Linked DNA regions of Ovis aries: region 2 is linked to region 1. Evidence: chromatin contacts called from public Hi-C data. All regions are on one chromosome and are shown on one strand. Each heading gives the region's core, a stretch centred on a gene start, on an enhancer-like site or on the middle of the called end of the contact. The rest is flanking DNA. Distances are from core to core; before and after follow the strand shown.

Region 1 (5,659 bases), core at 849-3,348:
GCCAACCTCAGCATTTCCTGTTCGGCCACCTCCCACCACAGGCACCTTCCTCCGGAGCTTTCCACACCCCCGGTCAGCCTCACCCCCCCATCTACACGGGGGGCACCCTCGCCCTCTTTTCAGAGCCTTCCATCTGGTGGCCCGGGGTAATGCTGGGGCCGGCTCGCCCACCCTCAGATGAGCTTCTCTGAAGGCAGACACCGCTTGCTTCTGCATCTACTACAGCTCCTGGCAGAGGGGAAGGCCCAGGGGTAATCTGTGCAGAGAAGACCTGGCCTCGGGCCCCCTTTCTCCCGGGAGCAGTGCACTGCGAGATGGCTAAGCCTGGAAAGCAGCCTGTGGGGCTGGAGGGCAGGGGAGGAGGGGAGGTGCTTTTCATTGCGTTCTTTTTGACTTTTCCATGACTTTCAAATTTTTCAATTATCCTTATAATGAGAGAAAACCCTGTTGATGCTGTTTTTTAAAATAAAGCAGCCAAGTTTTCCCCAACACTGTCCAAGAGGCATGGCGCATCCTAAGAAACACTGCACAGATTAATCAGAGGTGCTTCTGAAACAGCACGCGTGCTGGCAGGGAACTCATGGTCAGCAGACTCAGCCCTGCGGCTGGAGAACAATGAGGACACCCAAGAAACAGCACCTGAGGCCAAGGGCGCTGCCTGGAAGGAAAGCACTGGGGCCTCGGCTCCCAGAGCCGGGCATGGGGGCGGGGGACAGCGCCGGCCTGCAAGAAACCACTGAGCCTGTCACAGCGGGACCACATTTGCTCTTACAGACAACCGGTAAGGATTTAATAAGCCCGATGTTTAAGGTGCTCGGCACAGAGCCGGATACACAGAAAACCCTCAAGAAAGGCGGTGAAAACGTCCTTCCTGTACTCAAGCCACAGCCTGCAAGTTACACGGCCTTCTGGGTCCACTTCCGAGGCGCTTCTCAGCAAAGTATCCCGGTTCAACCTGGGAAACCAGCAACGTCCAAAATCAGTGTAACCTGCCCTATTTCCAGTCCCCGAAGAGCCCACCTTCCAGAGCTCAGCTGCAAAGGGGATGACAGGGTATCCGGTTATGACGACCAGTGGTGTCCCCGCTCCGGGAGCCCTGGACCCAGAGATGTGTCCTGCAAGGTGTCGCCGGCTTAATTAAGCCCTGCGCCCCAGGTGCACCGCCCCCGAGTTGCGTCTTTGGAGATTACTATTTCCCAGCCCGGGGAAAACCCAGGTAACCGGAAGGCGAGGCTCTGAGATCTCTAGGAAGACACAAAGAGATGAGGCTGGCAACGAGATTTCTAACCGAACCCCAGACCCAACCGGCTCCCCGTACGCCCCCGCTTCCAAGGGCTCAGCCTGAAACCGGAGGAAAGCTCGCCCGCGCCCTGAAAACGCCCAGGGACACATCCTGCCCCGCTGCCTTTGAAGCCTCCGAAGTGGAGACGTCTGGTTCAATTTAAACTCGAGGCTCCTCAGAAATGACACATAGATTGTGGCTCGGCTCCGTCACCGCCTGAAGGACGGCCGCCCGCCGCCCGGCCACTGGGACACGCGGTCCCTGCCCGGGTCCCCGGCCCCTTGTCTCAAAGTTCACGCCGCGGGCCGAGCGGCGCGCCCCGGCCCGGCCCGGCCTCCGGGCCCCCGGCCCCCGCCCCGGCCGCGCCGGCCTGTGGCCCCGGGAGCGCCGCGCGGCCCGGCCCCGCCGCCCGAGACGCGCCCCGCAGGCCCAGGGGCGCTTTCGCCCCCGGAGCCCGGCCGCGCACCTCACCTGCTTTCTCGATCTTGCCGGACATTTCCGGGCTGCGCCGGAGGCCGAGGCCGCCGCTCATCGGGCCCGGGCCGGGCCGCTGCGGGCGCCACAGGCCGGCGCGGCCGCCGCTCGCCTCGGCCCTGGCTCGCCGCGCCTCAGGCCCGCGCCGGCATGGTGGGCTCCGCGGGCCGCGGCCTGTGCGCTCGGCCAGCGGCGCCCCAGCCCGCCCGGGGGTGCCCGCCGCCGCCGCTCCGCCTCTTCTGCTCCCGCCGCCGCCGCCGCCGCTTCCCCGGGCCCGCGAGCCGGCCGCAGCGCCGCGCCGCCGCCCGCCCGCCGGCCTCGGCCGCGGCCAGAGCGCCACCTGCCGGGCGCGGCCTCCGCGCCGCCGAGGAAGCAGCGCCCCCTGCCGACCCGGAGCCGGCCGGAACTTCCCGCCCGGGACGCAGCGCCCCCTGCCGACCCGGAGTCTCCACGCCACGGCGAAGGACCGGCCCCTGGCCACCAACCCACACCTGGGCCTCCGCTGCCCGCACGCACGGACCCTCGACGCCAGGGCGAGGGGTGGCATGGACCACCCGGGACTCAGCCTCCTCTGCTGTAGAATCAGACTCTCCAGCTCAAGGCTTGAGTCTGATCCCAACCAGGCTCAGCTTGCCCTGCTGACTTGCCCCCCCTCGCTTGGAACACAGGGCTCCCACCCAAACTCGTGTCTCCACACCAGGGCCTGTGACTGACCCCACCCGCATCCAGAGGCCCCTGCTGGCCCATAGTCCATAGGCACACAGTGACCTCCTGCCTGCTCTATTCACTTGACCCCCAAATGTGGACCAGGGTCCCTTCCAGCCTGGACTTCTGCTGGGCCTTTTCTAAGCCCAGTGGTTAGTTCAGTAAAAGTGATTAAGAATCAAAGAACCTATTAGGCCTACAAAAATGTGCACAATCACTTATTCCCTCCAAAGACTTTATAACTTGGAGAAGCAAAGTTAAATCGGATAATGCAAGTATAAAACATTTTAGTAACACAAAGGGTGTTCACATGTGACAAAATCTCCAGCACCTCGCTCACTGTCCTTAGCCCAAGATGAAAGAAGTACAAAGAAGGATGAATTCAGCTTTCCCCCATTTCCCTCAGGTACAGTGAATAATCTGGAGATGGGAACAGAGTCTGGAAGGGGAGCACAGAGAAGAAATGATATTAATAATAGACATTGCAAAGAGTCTTATTCACCTCTCCCTGCACCCTCTGGCAGGCTTGCTGATTCTGTAACTGAGAGCTGGCCTTAGGTAGCAGCCAAATTTCCAGAGTCATCAGTGCCAGTTCTCTAGAGGTCAAAGGCAAAGCCAAAGATTAACACATTCATCTCTCTTTTCCAGCTGATGAACGGCTGCTCTGAGCCAGGGTGGGACGGCTCTACTCTCTCGGCAGCTGCAGCACCAGGCAGAACTGACCCTTGGCCCCAGATCCCCTCCCCCATGCTCCCAAAGCTGTCCCCAATCCTTCTAGGTTTCTGAGTCAGTCTTTTAGGTCCAAAAGTCTGTGTGCAAAGCAGAAAATTAGTCTGAATAGCTGGCCTGGTCAGGGTTCATGAGAATGGAACCAAATATTAATATATTTAATAAATTGACACATCAAACAACAAAAGGTTTTCAAACAATAAAGTGCTTTACAAATGGACATGACTGTAAATAAGGGTCATGGAGTTTATTTAATAAAGGTTATTCATCAAAGGCGTTTATAGGGACTTCCCTGCTGGTCCAGGGCTAAGACTCTGTGCTCCCAATGCAGCTCTCCCAGGTTCCATTCCTGGTCAGGGAACTAGATCTCACATGTTGCAACTCAGAGTTTGCATGCCTCAACCTAAAAGATTCCACATGCTGCAACTGGTCAGGGAGCTAGATCCCACACGCTGCAGCAAAGACCCAGGATTCTGTGTGCCACAATTATGACCCGTCGCAGCCAAATGAATAAAACAGATTTACAGCTGAGCCACCAAGGAAGCCCCCCGACATTTAAAAAGGTGTTTATAATAGAACATATGCGAGGTGATGAAGCAAACACATTACTACAGCTTTTGTTCTTCCTACCCTAAGGCTTTCTCTCCTGCCGCTCTTTCTGCCTAGAATAGTCCCTCTTCCTCTTCTCCGCCTGGCTGACCCCTAGTCATCTTTCACTTCTTGATTTAACTGCCACTTCTACAGGAAATCCTCCCAGATGCCCCCAGTTGGGGCAGCAGCTCCCTGTACTGGTCAAGATGCTTGATTTCACTGTCAGAAACCCAGCTCAGCTTGGTTAGGGCAAAAAAGGAATTTGTCGGACATCGCAACTAGCAAACCGAGGATGCAGCCAGAGCCAACAGCTACCTCTAGGCTCTGAACCTGCAACATCGCTCCTCTGCGGCTGCTGCTGAGTCGCTTCAGTCATGTCCAACTCTGCGACCCCATAGACGGCAGCCCACCAGGCTCCTCTGCCTCTGGGGTTCTCCAGGCAAGAACACTGGAGTGGGTTGCCGTTTCCTTCTCCAGTGCATGAAAGTGAGAAGCGAAAGTGAAGCTGCTCAGTCGTGCCCGACTCTTAGCGACCCCATGGACTGCAGCCCACCAGGCTCCTCCGTCCATGGGATTTTGCAGGCAGGAGTACTGGAGTGGGGTGCCATCGCCTTCTCCCATCACTCCTCTAGGTTGGCTCTATTTCCAAGTGATCTCTCTCTACCCACTGGCTGTGTTGGGTACCAGCTGACTCTCTTTAGCCTAGTTTAAGTCACACACCTGCCCCCAAGCCAATGGCTTGCAGGTGGGGGTTGGGGGGAGAAGGATGCATAAACTGGCCAGGCTTGAGAATTTGCACTGATTACAAGAAAGCTTGGGAGAAGATGCCATAGAACCAGCAGCTGGGAACGGGGAAGGGTGATGCTCAAACAGTACCTGGGTTGGCAGTGGGGGGACTTCCCTGGGGGTCCAGTGGCTAAACTCCATGCTCCCAATGCAGGGGGCCTGGGTTTGATCCCTGGTCAGGGAACTAGATCCCACATGCTGCAACTAAAACAGACCCCACATGCCACAAGAAAGATCGAAAATCCCGTGTCCTGTAAGACCCAGTGCAGCCGATTTAATTATTTTAAAAAGCAGTGTCTTGGGAACACATGCTAATGAAGCAAAATCCATGGCCATCCATCTCAGCGTCTCAGAGGGTTAAGACCCTTGCAGCTCCCTATATGTCTCCTTGATAGCACACACCTCCATATTCAATTTCTCGTTATCTGTTTAATGTCTGTCCCCTTCAGGACACTGTAAGCTCCTACAGGCAGGGACTGTCTCGTCTGTACCCTTGGGATTTTAAGTTATGGAGGTGACTGAGTGACATGGAGAGGCCAGTGCCACTGAGAGAAGGATTTATTACTTAGATTTCTTGAGAGAAGGAGGCACGCATGCCATGCAGAGCCATGCAGGAGCGTCAGGGTGGTCAGGAGGCAGAAGTGGGGGTGAGAGGAACACTCAGGATAGGGATTTTTTTTTTTGTTTTCAGGAAAGGCTAGGAAGTGTAGGGTAAACAGTTGAGGAGTGACTAGTGGGAGCAATTCCGATGGGCTCTGGGCGGAAGGGGCGGGCTCTAGTTGCCTCGCGTGTGTGCTCACTCATGTCCAACTCTTTACAACCTCACAGACTGTAGCCTGCCAGGCTCCTCTGTCCATGAAACGGTCCAGGCAAGAGTACTGGAGTGGGTTGCCATTTCCTACTCTACAGAATCTTTTCGACCCAGGGATCGAACCTGAGTCTCTTGCGTCTCCTGCACTGGCAGGTAGGTTCTTCGCCACTGTGCTGCCTACGTAGCGCAGGTGCCTAAGGGCAGAGGAAATATCGGCGTGCTGCGTGAGAGTTATGTGACAGATAAGAGGAACTGGAGAACCATATGGAAGCAGGCGTGTC
Region 2 (5,037 bases), core at 1,940-4,439, 300 kb before region 1:
GCCACTGGGGTTAAAGAAGAAGAAAGTAGAGGGGAAAAAAGGAGAGAGAGAGAGGAAGAAGAGGGAGCACAAAGGGAGGCAACTTTCCAAAGGGCTAAGAAGAAAAAAAAAGACCTGAATATGACCAATGATGGGCTTTCCATGTTCCATGTGAAATTAATGCAAAGGAAATAAAAATCTATCCATTATGTGGTTTTAGAAAAGAAAATCATGAATGAAGAAATATATGCATGTGTTATACAAAAATATTAAATTTCAATGTAACCAAAAACAGTGAACACATTTTGGGACAAATAAAATTATGGATTCATAAAATCTGCAATTTGCTGTGAGAAATAGATGGAATCCTCCCTCTGACTCACTTTGGGGGTTCGAAGAGATTTCTCCACTCATAAGCATAGTTTCTGAATATTTAAAAGAAGAAGAAGAAAAAACCCTAAGCTGAACAAGCTATGGTTTTTCCACTAGTCATGTATGGATGTGAGAGTTGGACCACAAAGAAGGCTGAGTGCCAAAGAATTGATGTTTTTGAACTGTGGAGCTGAAGACTCTTGAAAGTCCCTTGGACAGCAAGGAGATCAAACCAGTCAATCTTAAAGGAAATCAACCTTGAATGTTCATTGGAAGGACTGATGCTGAAGCTCTAATACTTTGGCACCTGATGCAAACAGCTAACTCATTGGAAAAGATTCTGATGCTGGGAAAGACTATGGGCAAGAGGAGAAGCGGGTGACAGAGGATGAGATGGTTGGAGGGCATTACTGACTCAATAGACATGACTTTGAGCAAACTCTGGGAGATAGTGAAGGACAGGGAAGCATGGCATGCTGCAATCCGTGGGGTTGCAAAGAGTAGGACACAACTTAGCTACTGAATGACAAAAAAACAAAAAACTGAACTCTCTCTTGTCCATTGCTTCATGCCAGCTCTCCCCAGCTTTGCCTTGCTTGGGCCACTCAGTTCGCACTTCCTTTCAATGTTCCAGCTCTGACTACTGCTGTTTATAGTTGTTGTTCAGTTGCCAAGTCATGTCTGACTCTTCTCGACCCCATGGACTGCAGCACACAGGCTTGCCTGTCCCTCACCATCTCCTGGAGTTTGCCCAAGTTCATGTCCACTGAATCGGTGATGTCATCCAACCATCTCATCCTCTGTCGCCCTCTTAGTGACTTGAACGAAATGAAACTGGCTCATTGATTGTTCCCCTCTACATTGCCCGTGGTCTCCTGGGGATAAATGACCCCAAAGACCAGCCCTGGTCCAGCCCTCATACTCTGATCCCTTTCTCCTTCCTACCTCTGTCCTCTCTAGGTCTTCAGTTCTGGGAGAGCTTGATGGACACTTTCAGGGTCCTGGAGAAACCCCAGGTACCAGCCCTAACTGACAGTGTTAGTCCAAGGATAACAGCCCCTCTCCCTGCTCCAGCATCTTCGCCTTGTTTTCCCCACAGACCAGCACAGCTGGGGTCAAATCCTTGCTCCACCACCCATGACCTCAATTTCCTTATCCATCAAGTGGGAACAATAATAACTGTTTCCCATGTATTGAGTTATCTCTTCTAAAATGCTTACCAGCCTGCCCAGCCCGGAAAAGTGCTCAATAAACAGTACCTAGCATTGTGGCTGTTGTCACCCCAGAGAAGTGCAGGATGAAAATGATTTCCTGAGACTGGGACAAAAGCCGGGTTTCCTGGTGCTCGTGAAGCACGCCATTTCAACTCCCAGGGACTTAGCAGCCTTTGCTGTCCCCAGAGGGCGTCACTCTCCTTTCTCTTGTCCATTTGACTTTCTCCCTGCCTGCCATCTGTAGTATTTCCTCACCTGTTTTCCAGAGCACTCAAAACCCTCCAAACTTTTAATCTTTTTTTTTTTTTGGTCCTCTCTCTCCAGATAATAAAAGAGATAACCTCCTGATTCTTAAAGAGTTCCAGAGTCCCTTACCTTCCAGCCAAGACAGTCAAGGGCCGGACACTCATTCATCGCCATTCTACAAACCAACCAATATTCACTGAGCGCCTACTATGTGTCAGGCACTGCGGTGCTCAGTGCTAAGCATAAACTTCACCCTGATCCGAGTTAAGTTGAAGCGGGTTAACTTTCCTCCCAAGTCTGGCTGTGTGGCCTTGGGCAAGTTCCTTCACCTCTCAGAGTCTCCGTGTCTCACCTGTGAATTGGAACAATCAATATCCGCTCAACAGCTGGGATGAAAGGAAACCAATCACTCCCCCGCGGCTGGCCGCTCCCCGTCGGTGCTGACTGTGTGTATGGACAAGTGCCAGAGACGATTTGGATTCCCGGCTCCAGATACATTTCTTTGTCTTTGCTCTTTCAAATCGCTTGCTTTCCTAAGTGCCCAAGTATCCAGAATAAAAGGCGAGAATGCCCCCTGAGCCCTCAGACCGCAGAGGTCTCCGGAGCAGCGTGCCTTCTCCCTGACCTTTTGTTTGGCCTTCACACACACACACTCAAGAGGCTGAGTTTATTATTGTCCGTCTTACGAAAATGTAATAAAGTATCTAGACTGGGCGACAATCTTGCTTTTGAATTAACAATGCATGATGCCTGCGGCTCCCTTTCCGGGCTTCTGTGAAATAACGTGTTGTAACAGCACCGGGCTCCCCGTCTGGCGGCGGGCGCCGCAGTTCTGCAGGAAGGGGGGGCGGGGGGCGGGGATCCGGGCTCTCCCCGCCCCCCGCGCGCCCCCCGACTTCCCCCCCGCTTCCCAAGCCGCCCTGCGCCAGGGCCTCGCCCGCCCCTGGCCCCCTCCAGCCCAGCACCCCCTCTTCCGGCCCGCTCGGCCCGCCTCCCGACCCAGCCCCGCCTCAGGGCCTCCTTCCCTTTCCCTCAGCCCCGCCCCTCGGGCACCCCTCCCCCCTGGCTCCCCCGGCCTCTTCAGGGGGCCCCCGTCCCAGATTCCCCCTCTCCCAGGCCCCCTACCCCCGGCTTCGTCTCCTAGGCCCTGCAGGCCCTCCCCTGGGTCCCTCGCGCGAGCTCGACCCCCCTCTCCCGGGACCCCAGCCCCCCCTCTCCGGGCCCGGAGGCGGGAGGCGACCGCCGGTCCCCGGAGGCGCGGCAGGGGGCGCTGCGCGGGCCGAGGCGCGGCTGCGGGCTGAGGCGGCGGCGGCGGTGGCGGCGTGAGGAGGAGGCGGGCGGAGGCGGGGGCGGCGGCAGGCGGGGGGGCGGGGAGCCGAGCGCTGGAGGGAGGCGAGCGGCGAGACACAGGCTCCGAGGCTCCAGCGAGCGAGCGAGCGAGCGACGAGCGAGCCCGGGAGGGAGGGAGCGAGCGAGCGAGCGAGCGAGCAGCCGCGCCGCCGCCTCGCAATCCGCCGCCATCCCGCCGCCTGACCGCCGCCCGATCGCCATCGCCAGGCCCAGTCGCGCCCGCGGAACTAGACCAGGTGGGCCCGGGGCGCCGGGCGGCGGGGGGCGGCGCGGGGCCGGGGCGGCGGCGGCGGGCGCGGCGCTAAAAGATGGAGGCGGCGCGGCGCGGGCCGGCTTTTGTCTCTCGGTGGCTGCTGACTGACAGCGGCGCTCGGGCCGGGCCGACCTTTGTCCGCGATCGCGGGGGATCGGCCCGCCCCGCGCCGCCGCCGTCGGCCCGCGGGGCCGGGCTGGGGGCGACCGTGGGGCGGGGGGTGCGGCGGGCGGCCCTCTCCCCATTGTTGTGGCGGCGACGAGCGGCCTAGGCTCGGGCGCGCGGCGGGGTCGGGGCGCCCCCGGGGCTGGGGGGCCTCCGAGGGAGGGGCCGCGGGGCGGCCGAGGCTGCGGAGAGCCCGGGGAGTCGCCTTTCCGGCCCAGATTCCGGCGGCCGCGGGTGTCTCGGCGGCCCGAGGAGTCTGGGCCGGTTTCCTGCCGCCCGGCCCCCCATCTTGCTTCCTCCTGAGAGCGGCCGCGGGATGCAGGGCCGGGGCCCGGGGCCGACCCTCGGGGCCGGGGGGGCGGAGTCCCTCGCCCCTCGCCGGGTGTCCCCGAAGTTGGTGATCAGGGTTGCCGTCCTGGGTGCGAGGGGCCGGGGGCTCACAGTCGCCCAGACGGCCGCGCTTTGAGTGCGGGAACGAGAGCATTATTTTCAAAACACTTAATGCTCTGTTGCTGAAAATGTTCAATAATAAACTGGATCTCTCCCCGCTCAGGGCCTGCCAGATGGTTTTTTTTTTCCCTCTCTTCCTCCCCGCCCCACCCCCCCCCCAAGTAAAACCCAGCACTGTTGAAATCGCGGGCCTCTGAAGAGTGGATTTGCCTTCGTAAAATTGGAAGGCGGTTTTTTTTTTTTTTAAACCGTTTTCTCCCTCTTTCGAAATACCGTGGGAGGTCCAAGCCCACCTTGAGGCGAGCCGAGGAGGTGTTTTTCAGCCGAATGGTCGCTTGAAGGAAGGGGGGGTGGTGGGGGGCTGAGAGCTCTCCGGAGTGTGTCATTTGCTACATGGCTGCCCGAGAGAAACCTTTAGAAGGCTTTGGTTCACAGGATTGTTCACTTGTCCCTGAGATTGTTGTTTTTCTGTAAGGTTTTGTGTGCATTTTAAGTGGCTTTGTACATCATCCAGTTGGGTTCCTGTAACCGTCCATTTGAAGTCTCAGCATGGTTTCTGGGAATCCACTTGCAGCCATCTAGCCCTGTTTGCGCAGTGCTGGGGTGTTAAGTGGGCCTGGGGAGGCCCTGACTTTGAGGTGCAAGCCCTGCTTCTGTCAAATAGCTCAGATTCCCAGAGCCTTCGTTGACACAGGTAGGGACCTTGCATCCTCTCCCTCTTAAGGCCTGGCACATAGTTGGTGCTTAATGGTGGTTTCTCCTGTGGCTGTTTGTACACCTGCCATCAAGTCCCAGGATGGAAGCTGAGCCACTGGTGGTGCCACCCTTCATGCTGAGCGGTCAGGCAGATGCTACAGGTGCTGGGCTGAGGCACGGCCAGGGAGAAGGATTGCAGGGCACGGAACATCACTGGGCTCTTGCTCCTTCAGCACTGGGGCTCAGTGGGGAGACCAGGCTGGAGAAGAGCAGGCTTTGGAGCACTCAGGAACTCCATCGATCTGGGCTGTG

What was found. Hi-C and Micro-C count contacts between places; a contact is called where the count stands out from the background.
Region 2: a Hi-C map of blood shows a contact between it and region 1, with 4 times the contacts expected there. The contact joins the promoter of PRRC2B here to the promoter of RAPGEF1 in region 1. A contact is called at or near these places in 2 of 16 Hi-C or Micro-C datasets (blood and hypothalamus).

Annotation. Positions count from the first base shown.
Region 1 is chr3:5,083,178-5,088,836 of ARS-UI_Ramb_v3.0, reverse strand. It overlaps RAPGEF1 (Rap guanine nucleotide exchange factor 1), which reads right to left and starts at 2,098. Exons shown (of 23, transcript XM_042248042.2): 1 at 1,754-2,098. The coding sequence starts at 1,814.
Region 2 is chr3:5,382,746-5,387,782 of ARS-UI_Ramb_v3.0, reverse strand. PRRC2B (proline rich coiled-coil 2B) reads left to right here and starts at 3,189. Exons shown (of 31, transcript XM_060411653.1): 1 at 3,189-3,397.